Regions from separate parts of the Anser cygnoides genome. Here region 2 is linked to region 1. The links are chromatin contacts, called in public Hi-C maps. All regions are on one chromosome and are shown on one strand. Each heading gives the region's core, a stretch centred on a gene start, on an enhancer-like site or on the middle of the called end of the contact. The rest is flanking DNA. Distances are from core to core; before and after follow the strand shown.

Evidence for each region. A called contact is a pair of places that touch in the nucleus more often than the background predicts.
Region 2: a Hi-C map of liver shows a contact between it and region 1, with 2.1 times the contacts expected there. The contact joins two enhancer-like sites. A contact is called at or near these places in 4 of 7 Hi-C or Micro-C datasets (granulosa cells and liver).

What each region holds. Positions count from the first base shown.
Region 1 is chr3:120,051,150-120,057,454 of Taihu_goose_T2T_genome, forward strand. It overlaps PINX1 (PIN2 (TERF1) interacting telomerase inhibitor 1), which reads left to right. Exons shown (of 7, transcript XM_048079353.2): 4 at 277-355; 5 at 3,875-3,967. Among named protein-coding and RNA genes, the nearest start is that of PINX1, 11 kb to the left of the region's middle. Within about 2 kb of position 2,447, at least 1 of the 3 cell types and tissues checked has open chromatin away from gene starts, as enhancers often do.
Region 2 is chr3:120,200,806-120,207,190 of Taihu_goose_T2T_genome, forward strand. No RefSeq gene overlaps it. Among named protein-coding and RNA genes, the nearest start is that of RP1L1, 28 kb to the left of the region's middle. Within about 2 kb of position 2,251, at least 2 of the 3 cell types and tissues checked have open chromatin away from gene starts, as enhancers often do.

The sequences.
Region 1 (6,305 bases), core at 1,197-3,696:
GTCTTATGCAGACTGGGACGTGCAGAGCCAACAGCAGCTCAGTGTTGTTTAAAGGCTTACAAACACAACCCTTATCAGTTCAGTACGTCGGAGTGATTGTAGTACGCTGTTGTTAGTATTGCCACCTGTGGAGCTTTGTTGGTCCCTCCCATCAAGAAGGGTTGAGTATATGCAATTAAGTTGCTTCTTGGAGAGCAGAGTTTAAAACCTGTTTTAGCAAAACCTCTGTTAGGTCTGAAAACTGTTGCCTCGTATTCACGTGGGTGATATTTACAGGACAACTGGATTGCTCATCAGGATGACTTCAACCAGCTTCTGGCTGAACTGAACGATTGCCACGGACAGGGTGAAACAGGTAGGTTCATGCATTGCTCAATCAGATGCTGGAAGCTTAGCAGAGTTTCCATTCTCTGTCTTACAAGGCTAGCTGAGGCCCAATCCTTTGGGCTGCTAGCAGTGTATCCTTGCGGAGGTCAGCAGCTCCCCCTTTTCTTTCTCCCCCCAGATCCCTGGGAGCTGAAGGGCATGTTGCCATCCATGACCATGCTTAAGTTTGCCTGGATGCGTAGATCTCAGTGGATCAGTTTAACCTCTATTAAAGGCTTTTTACTGAAGAAACCAAACATCAAAATTCTGAGTTTGGGAGTTTTATCCAAGACACGGGGGACCTTTTTCTGGGATGTACTACAGCCGTGCTTGTTTCTTTTTAAAGCATCCAGAGCCAGTATGAAAGCTCAGAACACAGGCATTCACCATTGCAGTGCATTTGCCTTCCTTTTTCCTTATTAACTATCACATCTGGTTTCCATGCTCTGGTGGTTTCTTGAATACCTACTTTTCCTGTCCTCAAAGAGCTGCTCCTTTGCTTTTGACTCAGAGTTATGCATCTCTGTTTTGAGTGTAGTATAATGTGATTTTTGTAGAGCACACAAGTGGGGTAACTACACAGCTCTCCCAAAGGGGCTATTTATAAAGTTTATTGGTTTTGAAAAGTGTTGTGCGGTTTGACCTTGGTTTGTAAAAATGAACTAATGCAAGGCTGTCAGGTGTGAGCTTACAGAAAGAATTTCAGCTGGCTTACAATCTCTCCTTTGGACTGGTACATCTCAAACTCTGAGCGTACATCTAAACAACCCTGTGGAGTGTTGTTAAACCAAGGGCTTCTGTTTGGGCACAGCAACTTGTCCACGTGCTGCTGGTGTCGGAATTGCCAGCTTAATGAAGTTAGCCACTCTTAATTCATCCTTAACATTTGTGCGCAAAAGATTTTCAGGAAGAGGAAAGGTAGAAAGAGGAGGAGGAAGATCAGTTAAAATGAAGTCTCAAACTTGTTGTCTAATCCTAGAGGGCTGGGATTAAAATTCTAAACACAATGCTTTAAAAACAGTTACTTTAATTGCTGTGTTAAGTTATTCTCGTGCATTGGAGCCCTCATCGTGATCTGAGGCCACACAGTGCTGCTAGCTGCTGTAGTGAAAGTCCTCAAGAGGTAGAATAGCGTATTGTAGGGAAATTCCAAAAGTTCCTGTCTACCTTTATATCTAAATCCTACCCAAGTTCCAACTTGAGCCATGAGAAGATCGTTTAGGTGTAACTGGTGGGAAACCTGCAAACTGATGAGCAGGGAGCTGAAATGATTTGCCCAAGGGCACAATGAGTCAGCACAGAGGCAGGTTCATTGAGCAAGGCTGTCTTGTTCCTAAAGCTGTACTCTATCCTGTAGGTCATCTGTACGGATACAAAGTGGTCCCATAAAACCATATTTCTCCCTTTTTTACTCAGTTATTTTTCCTTGGTCTTTTTAGCAGCTTGGACAAGAGATTTCAGTCACTGAGCACAAATTCGGATGCAAGTTGAAAAGTCCCGGTCAGAATCACGTTGGGTGATTTGCAGACTGTAAGCATTGCTCTGAAACTTGTTTCTTTGGCAATTGTTTAAGCTGGCAAAACTCATCCAGATAATTCCGCCTGCAGCTGTGCTGCAGGATCAAATGTTACATTGTTGGCCATCATCCAGTTTCAAATTGCATTAAAAGTCAGCTGAAAACCTTCATTGTTCTTAAATAACTGGTGTAGTTGCCAGAGCTGGATTGCAATTAGAGATTGGGAAGGAAGGGCCCTGTGTCGGTTTGTATGCCAACATTCAAATACCCTTAATCTAGATAGATTTAGCTTTCTTCTCTTATTTTTCTAGCTGAGCACCTGGTGAGGAGTTTTGATTCTTGGCTTTTTTGCTGGGATGCTGAGTGGTGAGGACTGTGTCTGTAAAATGGGGTAAAACATGCTGGCCGTGCCTGTCATGTGCTTCGGAATATTTATCTGTATCAGATTTGCTCTAGAAATGCCCCAACTTATTTATGACTAAATTGCGTTTAGACACAGCAGAAGACAGGCAGATGTACCAACTTGTATGTGCCCATTGCCAGCACATTTCTAAGCTCGGTGAAATTACTTCTTGAAGGCACAAGGCGGTGCTGCTACCCCTTTTGCTGTAAGAATGAAGTGCGGGAGGAAGCCTTGTGGAAGTCCCTTCCTGTGTAAAATTCAGTACAAGCATATAGGAGAGCAGGCTCAGAGTGTTGCGCCTATAGTCAGGGTATTTTAATTGTCATGCTTACTTTGCCCATAGGCCCTTCTATTGAGGATTTTCAAGTTGACTGCAAAATCTGTCTAAAACTGGATTTTCTAGTTAAGGTTTACGTGCAACATCCAGAGTAGATCTGAGGCTGCTTTCTGGTAATAAACTCTCCCACTGCGGGCTGTAGATCTCATTTTTAGGTCTATGACTATCATCAGGTGGCACTACTTGTGAAGTGCTGTAATACCAATGTCAGAAAAACTTGGTCTGCACAGCTTTCAGGGGTGGGATTGTATGAAAAAGGTGACTCAACTTGGCCTGCAGGGTATGGGTTGATTTCCCTACCTATCCCAGCTGCCACTGGCAAAAAAAAAAAAAAAAAAAAGAAACATTTCACCCTAAGTAGCCTTTTCTATAGCACAGAATCCTGTCGTGCCTACTTCTCTTTGGGACAGAACCATTAGGTAGTTCTTACTGGACTGCAGGTTACCTCCTTCCAATAATTTCTTGTAAATTAACAGATTTAAATTAACAAATAGCATGTCTGTACCAGTAACCTGCCATGGCACAGAGACTTGCTATCTTTATTGTTAAATAGTTAGATAATCCCTCACATGCTTCTGACCTGCACAAGCTAACAGTCTCTCAAACAACTCCTGAATGAAAGTGGGACTTAGCAATCCCCAGAGACCATTCCCAGTGGGGTAGCTCAGAAGCAGCCCTTCAACTGAAAGGTAGAAGAACTAAATAATATAGATGTGGCACTTCTAGCTGGCCTCAGGAAAGAAAAAGGTCTGCCTGTTTAATTTCCTTACACAGAGATACCAGACTGTGCCCAGATGGGGGCACTTTAAGTAGCGATAGAGTTGGAAAACTTGCCTGGTGTGATGTCTTTAATTTTTTTCTCTCCCTTACTGTCCATTCAGGTTCGGTATTTTATTTTGTACCATTTCTTACGGCTTTCTCAGACACTAGCACTGGAAATATTTTGTAACAAACGGCACAACTGATCCATCTTCTTCTTACCATAGAAAATGCGTTAAATTAGACTTTACCTTAGACCTGCAGTGCTTGTATCTGCCTTTTTCAAATTACACTAGATTGGAAATGGGAAGGGAAGGGGATGTGGCAAAAAAAGAATCACGCAGTAACATGTCTCAGAGGAAAGTTACCATGCTTCCTTCAGTGGTATGCTGTTACAACTTGGTTTTGAAAGAGAAAGTTAACTACAGTGATGTTTGAATTCGGTTGTTAGTGTTTCTCTAACAGGGTTGGAACCTGTATTTTTATTTTTTAGAGTCCTCGGTGACTAATCAGAAGACGACGTTTAGTCTCGAGGAAAAATCCAAATCCTCCAAGAAACGTGTCCATTATATGAAGTTTGCAAAAGGTAAGAGGAATTGTTTCTGGTTTGTAAGCTCCAGCCAAGATTAGTAAAGCATATGTCAAGGTGATCTGTTACTTTCTGTAGTCTATATATGACAAGTAGAATCTTGGTTTAGAAATACCCCTTGCAGCAACCTGCCTAAAGCTATAATACACTATTTCTCTTTATTTTGGACAATTCTGTCTGGCTTTAGGCTGATGTCATTGAATAAATCAATTCCTGTCTGTAGGAACCATCAGCTGACTGTAGAATTATGAACATTCTCAGGAATGTGAGTGGGAAAAGGGCTGGAGAGGGAGGCAAAGGTGATGGCCAAGTAACTCTGTTATCTGGACTGCACTGTCCTCTGCAATCTCCAGTAACCCTGCCAAGAGATCATGTGGATAAGATAAGCGGTCAGATTAGATGATGCAGGAGGAAGCAAGCCCTCTTACATCTCCTAGATACTTTATTGGGTCAATTCGGACAGCGATGGGTGGCCAGAAAGTCTGTATCAAGAACTTGTGGAGCTGGGTAACCTCTTTCTCTGTAGAGTGATGGCATTATTTCAGCCAAACCTGCTTTCTGCTCTTGGCCATTGTTAATCCCTTGCTCTGTTTCTCTCTTGGTAGCATTCCCTTTCCATGCACCCCTGTGCACATGGTGGGTGTGAATCTGTGGTTCAGTAGAGGGATGGGATCAGTTTCCACTACTGGTTAATTTATTAAACTTAAAGCTCGGTGTAATGTTTTTGGATAACAAATGCTTCTGCTAAAGCAGAGGTAATTGGCTTCTGAATGGAGGCCAAATTCTGATATTGGGGGTTGGGTCTTTTGATGAATTAATTCAACCTAGAAGTCAAGTGTGTTAACATGACCCTGCCACTTAATGACATTAAACAATTAAAGTGGTTCAGGACTTTAAGTACAGAAACCATGGCCTACTTGAGGTAGTAGCAAAGAGGATTTATTTTTGTTTTTAAATTTTTACTAAATAAAGGGGGGAAAAAGCATCTTTTGAGCACTTAAAATACAGAGCAAGGCTTTCGTGTTAACAATATCCCTTATTTGTTTGAATGCAGTGCTTCTGTAAGGTAGGCCCCTCTTGGACTGTACCCTCTGTGGTTTAAACCAGGGAAATTCCTCCTTTTCAGGGAAAGAGGAGAAGTTATTTGAAAAAGGCTAATGTTGTTGTGGCCCTTGTTGTTGAAGTCCGATCCTGCTTCCTTTCAGACTAAACAAGACAAGCTCACACAAAAGCGGGAGAAGGGAGCAGCAACGATAGAAAACACAGCTTCCGTTTCTGATGCTGTTTTGTAGCCTCACTGCTGGAGGAACACAGGCACCGCTCATGGTCTTGGCCATCTCACTTGAATCTGGGAAATTTATATCAATATGAGATTGACAGTGATGTGAAATGCTCTGTGGTGACGTGTCTCCTAACCCTCCGTAGGCAGTTAAAGATCCTGAGAAAAAGAAGCAGGTGGAATAGTCAGATTTTGTTTTGAGGTCAGTGATTTTGGAGTCTGACCATCAAGCACAGTAAGGTGAGAGCCAAGCAGACTCCTGGGGTGCTGTCATTTGGCCTGTGTGGACTAATTTTTGTTTCTTCAACTTTTTCTGACTTGCTTTCTCAAAGAATTCTCTGAGGCAAGCAGCAGACAACTGAATATAAAGGCTTCTACGCTGTGAGCTCGGCCAAACATTTGCTGGCATCTCAGAGTATCACATCACACCCATTGTCTTTCCTCTCTCTGCTTCATGCCTGGTACCCAGCTGGCCACACGACAGTCACATGGGAATAATGGTCCTACTGAAACGCTTTGCTTTGCCCTTGAAATTGTTTTTATGTGGGGATAATCCAGTGTGTTGCAGAGATGGAGGTTTTGCTTTTCAGAAGCAGTTTCATGAGTCAAAGAAAAGCACCCACTGAGTAAAGATTTTTATGTTTTTACTATATGGAGGAGATACAAGTCGCTAACTTTGTCAGAGATGGAGAATTCTCATGAGAGTCCCAAGATGTGCATGTTCTCTCTGAACTTTTCTTGTCTGCAGGAGGATACAACTCTTCTTCCCCTTTAGAGTAAGTAGAACAGGCTTTTTCCCTCGTCTTGCTGTGCCAATTACAGTGTCAGATGTGGGGAAAACAAGTTGTTTCCCTGTGGGCGTACGGGGACGTAGGCTATGGTTGCCTCCTCAGCAGCCTTCCCCCACCCACACATACATTTCCTATTGTATGTGGTAGCCATGGGCAGCGTTCATGTAGTGTCTGTAACATACTGTTTCTGATTTGTGCGCCTCCAAAAATAACTTCTCCATCTCTGTGGGTTACAGTTTGTTATCGCCAAATGTGAAGATTGTGT
Region 2 (6,385 bases), core at 1,001-3,500, 150 kb after region 1:
TTGTTGTTGTTGTTATTGTTATTATTATTGTTGTTGTTATTATTATTATTATTATTGTTGTTGTTGCTGTTGTTGTTGTTGTTGTTGTTATTTAACCCTTAGCTGCTATAAGGATCTTCAAGCAGTAACTCCATATTTTTAATATTGTTCTCATTAGACAGCAAAGAGGCATTAAAGCATTGTGGGTGCAACAAGACAACCCCAGAGAGCAGCAGAACACAGCTCCTGCCTTCCAAGTCGAATGCCCAACTCTGACCCCAAGTCCACATTTTTTTCGCATCCCCTCTGCAAGCAATGCCTCATATCAGTACAAAACCCCAGGTTAAAAAAAAAAAAAAAAAAAAAAAAAGTAAATAAAATGAAAAAAGACTATTGGGAAACTCCAGTGGCTCTTGAGCAAAGCAACAACTCACTGTTTACCCTGGTGGAAAGGCTTTAACATCACCCTAAGCCGATGTTAAAACAAACAGACAAATAAGGCTTGGCCTCAGCTCGCTTTAAAACAAACATTTGTCAATTAATCATGTATCAGTTATTAAAACTCCTCCAATAACCATAAACCGGGAGCTGGCTGGTTTCACTTCGGTCGCTCTCGTTGGTCCGTTTACCCAAGTCATGAGACTCCGAGGCTCATTTTTCAGTTTCAGTCTGCAGTGCCTTGCTGGGGGTGATATAATGCTCTCCATAACCTCTCTGTCCTGGAAGAAGCCGTGCTCAGTCAATACCCCATCAGGGTGACAGGTCCTAAATCCCACTGCAAGCTGTGATGGATTGTCTCAGGTTGAGATTTCATATATCTCCGGCTTTCAGAGGGGAGCTGACACAAATAATTGGTGTCGCTTTGGCTGGGCCAGTGCCAAATGCTGACAAAACAGTCCCTAATCAGAAGGGACGCTGTTTCATGCTGGGATTTGCACACTGGACAATGGGAAGGTGTCGTCACAGCTGTGAGTTTGAGGGGTCTCAGCTCGCTGGGATGCAGTAACCTCTTGGGCAGTGCAGGAGCTCGGTATTGTGAGCACGGCTGGTGGCACAACCAGCTCTGCAAGAGCTGTGTGCAAGCTTGGAAACAGCTAAAGGCTCACCCTGAGCCTTGGATTGCTCAGGAGCCCAGGAGAAAGGTCCCTGAGCCCTTATCCTTGCGTAAATCAACCCTTAATGCTCTGTTGAAAGACTGACAGGATGCTGCCTAAGGTGGTGACAAGTTCCTTGCATGCATGGCTGGGTCAGAAGGGCAGTAGCCAGGGTTATTTGCCGTTACGTGTGCTCTGGTAGCACCTTTCGTCCCTGGGAAGCAGGTGCACTTTCTTACTATGGGTGCTCCATCAGAGTACACAGTTTCAACCCTAAAATCTCAAAATTTGTACAGGCATTCAGGAGTGAGAAGGGACTAGAGGCTTTCTCAACATCGTAAAATGGGGCCTGTGCCCAGATCTCCAACATCCTAGGTCTGCTTTACCCACAAAACTTATCCTCCCCAAACTTCCCACTACTTTATTGCAGTCACCTATCCCCACCTACCTTTAACTAAGAGACCTCTGGGCCAGCATATTGGGACCCCAACCCTAACTCAGCCCCCTGCACTACCAAAATTTAGCAGTAATAAGTAGCCATTTCCTGGAGAGATGACCCATCTTGATCCATCCAAGGCCAGGCTGGATGGGGCTTTGAGCAACCTGATCTGGTGGGAAATGTCCCTGCCATGAAGTTAGAATTTGGATGATCTTTAAGCTTCCTCCCAACCCAAACTATTCTGGGATTTTGTGATTCTGGGATTTTGTGATTCTGGGATTCTGGGATCCTAGGACTGGCAGCTTCCTGGGATAAATCAAATTCAGCTCCACTAAGCCAGTGGGTGAACATTACCCCAAGACTCCCCAGGTCTCACTGAAAGGTTTCAGGCTCTAAGAGGGATTCACATAGTAACTACAGGCACGTTTCTATACTTAAGAACTTGAACTTGGTGACACATGAATAGAGGGAGTGTATTTTACATGCCCCCAGGGCTTTCAAAGGCCGCTTAATTGTCCTCCCCCACTCCCACTTTTCCTTTGCTGTATTGTTAGCGTTATCAACAATTCCCATGCACTATACCACCAAGCAGGAAAATAATTCAACACCTGGCACTGGGCTTGTATCCTGTCTGCAGGGGCCGCCGGGCGAACAATTAGGTCTGCAGCCACCGTATGGCACCGCACACGGCCGAGCGGGGAAGGAAACCTGGGGGCAACTGCACAATTGGCGGGGAAGCATCGGCCGCGCTCAGAGGAATAGCTGGCCACTAATGGGTTTGCTGTTCCAACTCTCTGCAGGAGTTATGAGACGTGCGTGCATTTGACGCCCTCTGCTGACTATATGATAAATATGAGTATATCGTGGTTTTTTTTTGTTTGTTTTTGTTTTTGTTTTTTTTTAATGCTGTAATTCAAAGCCAGGCCCCGGTCACTGGGTCTTATCAGCTTTGTTTTAACATGGTCATAAAATAATAAAAAGATGGGATGGGAGGGACTTCTTGGTCGCGTCCTCCCACAAAATAAAACTCAGCTTTGCTTAAATTCTGATTTATATAACTGAATCTGTCTTCTTAAAACTTCTTTAGAAAGTTTTTTTCCCCGCTCTGTCAGTGTTTACCTTTCCTCTGCTGGTTTAACATCATGGCCATTCAACTTATAGCATCTCTAGCCCTGACAGTACAGATGCAGCCATGGACTCCTGGCTCCTTAAGAGCTAATGTGGAAGGTGTGAGGTCCCTACTTCCATCAACCTGATGTCTTACAGGGTTTCTGAATCTCTAGTGTCTGGCCCAGCTTTGGCTCCCAGGACCATAAGTTTTCCCACCCCTGGAGAGCACAGCTAGACTTGAGGAAGCAGAGCTGACCTCTCAGGATGAATTTTCTTCCAAAATTCTCAAAATCCTATTGAAGTTGCAGATTTTACAATTTCCTCTTTCAAGAACTGACACTTTTTGTTCTGAGACAGCCTATATCTTTTTTTTTTTCCTGATGAACAGCAGGGGGAGGAGACCAGCAACAGGGGCTGATGGCATGTTGGGACCATCTGGTTTTCCACAGAGGTTCCAATTAGAAACCAGTCATGGTTTCTGACACTTCTTCTGTGAATATCTCCTGAACAGGTTACCTGGGCACAGGAAAGGGGGATGTTCTTAAAAAGATATATTGTACTTTGCACAAAGGCTCAGCATTACTGACTGTAACTCTGGTTAGACTACAGGCTAGAGTGAGCAGAGGGGTTTTGCCCAGGCTGAGCTAAAATATGCTGACCACAAGGGTTATATGCAAACACAGAAAGTGCCTCGTATTTTCTATTGGTACCTATACTCTGTAATTTGCAGGGATTTTTAAGAAACCCCATTGCTTATTCAATGTCTCTTGCTCTGCGGCTGCGCCGTGATCCTACAGCCCAGCTGATTTCAGGCAGCAGTCTGAGAGGTCACGTTTCCGTGTGAGCCATCCTCGTGGGGTGTCGTGGGAAGACATACATCTTGCAGACCTGATTCTGGAGGCATGGAGCCAGAAAGAGCAGCCAGGCTGTTTTTGACCAAATTTTGAATGCATGCTGACCCTGCTTCAACACTTTGCTGTCTGGTAGCTGAAAAGAAACCCCTGGGGAATGAAGGCCCCGCACCCAAGGTTTAGGTGCCCTTTCTGTCTGGCTATTTCACTCTTACAAGAAAATAGCTTTATTCTTGCCTCTGTTCATTGATTGAAGCAGAAAGAAGGCTGAGGGAAGACCAGGTTTAAATTCTTCATATTAGAGGTGACTGAGACCAATATCTCTTAACTGCCCTAGGGTATAGAGTACCTTGGCGTGAGTCAGGCTGTGATCAGAGATACTACACGCACCACACAACTCTTGCATTCCATCTGGACCAGTCAGAGTGACTACCACTCGGAGGGCCCATGTGTAGGAGCTTCATTAGTACCTTGCTCCAATGAATGGTTTAGGTGCCCACAACGAGCAGGAAGTTCAGGTCCCTGACACGTAGGACCTCCTCTCGCTCAAGTTTCCACACTTTGCTCCCAAGCTTACCAGCTGAGATGTGTCCCACCTTACAAAGTGTGTCCCCTGCCTTTGGTATTTGGGTCACTTTCCTTTGCAGCATGGGCAGACCTTGATTCCTCAACAAGGAGTGGCAGCCACAATCTTCTGCTCGGAAATCTGAATTAGCCATCCCCTCTCTGCCGTGCTCGGGGGAAGCCGGATGCCTAACTTCGGCTCGCAGGGATGTAGGCACTTATAAGCCGGGTCGTGCGATGCTCGGTGTTGCAGTGACTAACCAATTCTTGCGCTGCTCTCTCCCACGTCCCACCTGCAACCAAGCATGGCAGCTCTCCAGGCTCCCAAGCACTGATGAAAGTGTCGAGATTAAGTTTTAGCTTTGGGAAATATTTCATCGTGACAAAACAACGGCCATATTTCCTGTATCTTTAGACAAAAGAAGTAACAGGCATATGTGTATCAAGTGTATTTATCTATACAGGATTTTGCCTTACAAGGAACAATAGAAACTTGAATCCATGCAGCCACCCAACCACAGCAGAATGTTTAGATTTTTTTTTTTGTTGTTTTGGAAAATGTTGTGCATGCGGGAGTTCCTTAACACAGCAAGACAGCAGGCAGCTTCCTGTTATGAAAACAGCCAGCAACCTGACATTCAGCAATCTGACATTCCCCGCACCCAACGTGATAAACAGGGCCGATAAAGATCTGCCACAATAGGTACAATAGCACCCCCCCCATAAAGGAATAGGACATGGAAAGAGTCTCAATACACAAATATCCCAAGCCATCTCTTCCAGTTTCTTTTATACAGTAGATAATCTCATCCTGCTTTCCCAACATTGATTCACTTCCCCTCAGGCAGGGGTCAAAGCAGGATCTGGGTGTTTGATACCACTTTCTAGCAGGTCTTTGTAGTTCAGAGGCAACGCTCAGTTGAATCCTGAAAACTGTTTACTGGGTTTCCCTTCCTCCTGCCATTTACGGTCCCTGCCTTTCAATGCCACAGCTGCTGAACTCATCTAGCTTGTCCCCAAATTCACCTCCTTGATCTGAATTCAATTCCAGAAGCAAAACAGAAAATAGTGGGAATTTCTTCCCCCTTCCTTGACCTTGGTAATGGATGCTGCCTATTTTCCTCCCTGGCTCCATACAGCCCCCACCACAGTGGTGCTCTGAGCCCCACTGTGGAGGCTGCAGGAGAATTATCAGATAATAGTAAAACCTCAGCAAATAAGCACAAGGTGCAGGCTTGTCCCTCATCATAAAAATATCTGCAAAGTAAAAGAGGGTAATGTCCTTAATTGCTACTCAGCTCCTCTATTTTATAAGGGCTTCAGCCATTTGCCAGCCCCTCCACAAACTCCAGCAGACTTCAGTGGAGCATCTGCTTTGGGCTGCTATCAGAAAGTAGGGAAGACTTAGCTGTTGTGTGCTCACAGCTTTATGGATACCGCCTAGCCAGCAAAGACAGAAGGGAGATATCCAAATCTTCCTCTTGAGCTTTCAAAGAAAGGACAGGCTCTCTCTGGCTGGTAGAAAACTTTGTAAAGAGGAGGAGATGCTCTATATGGATGGAAAATTTTGAAGCACTTCTTGGGCTTATGGCTCAGTTCCTTTAGCCTCTGCCTCTTCTGCTCACGAGGAAGCTTCCTTTGAAGCCTCCTTTGAAACCAGTGTCCCCATCCCAGCAGAGCAGCTCTAGGAGGAGACGTGAAGGTGGGTGGACATCATACCATGCAAACTGGGCGCAGGCAAGCTGCCTCCCACATGCAATACCAGACCAGACCTAATATTGCAAGTACAGCTTTTGAAGGTATTCGAGTTCTTTCTGCCACGCTTGGGGAGAGCAATTTGTCTCAAGGAGGATTTCTTGGTGGCTGAGGCACACATAGATAGCACCCTGGAGCAAGCTCATTGGCAACACCAAGGCAAGAACTCATCCCCGTGCCCCAAAACAGCCGAGGAGGGCTGATGCGAGATGGGGATGCACAGCCCACGACCCCCACCAGCTGCAGTGCCTGTGCCCTGTCTCTCTGAAGGGAAGCAAGGACCATTGTTTTCTCTGAGAGCACAGCTGGAGGAGGCACACCCTCGCCTCCAAACAATAGCTCCACAGCCAGACACTTGTCCAGGGGGTAACTTGTGTGCTGTGAGGGTTGAAGTACTTCTGGCACATCACCACAAGGCCAGGCAGTCTGGGGAGCTGGGGTCTGATACCAGGGCACCTTTATTTTTCACATTGTGCTGCTTTGCCTGGACTGACAACCAAAACCTGTTGCAGGAGGGCTGCTGGGCATGGGGTCAGATGGAGAGAGGTGTGGATCTCAATCTCCCTTTGGCAGAGAGGTGTACAAAGAGCTGT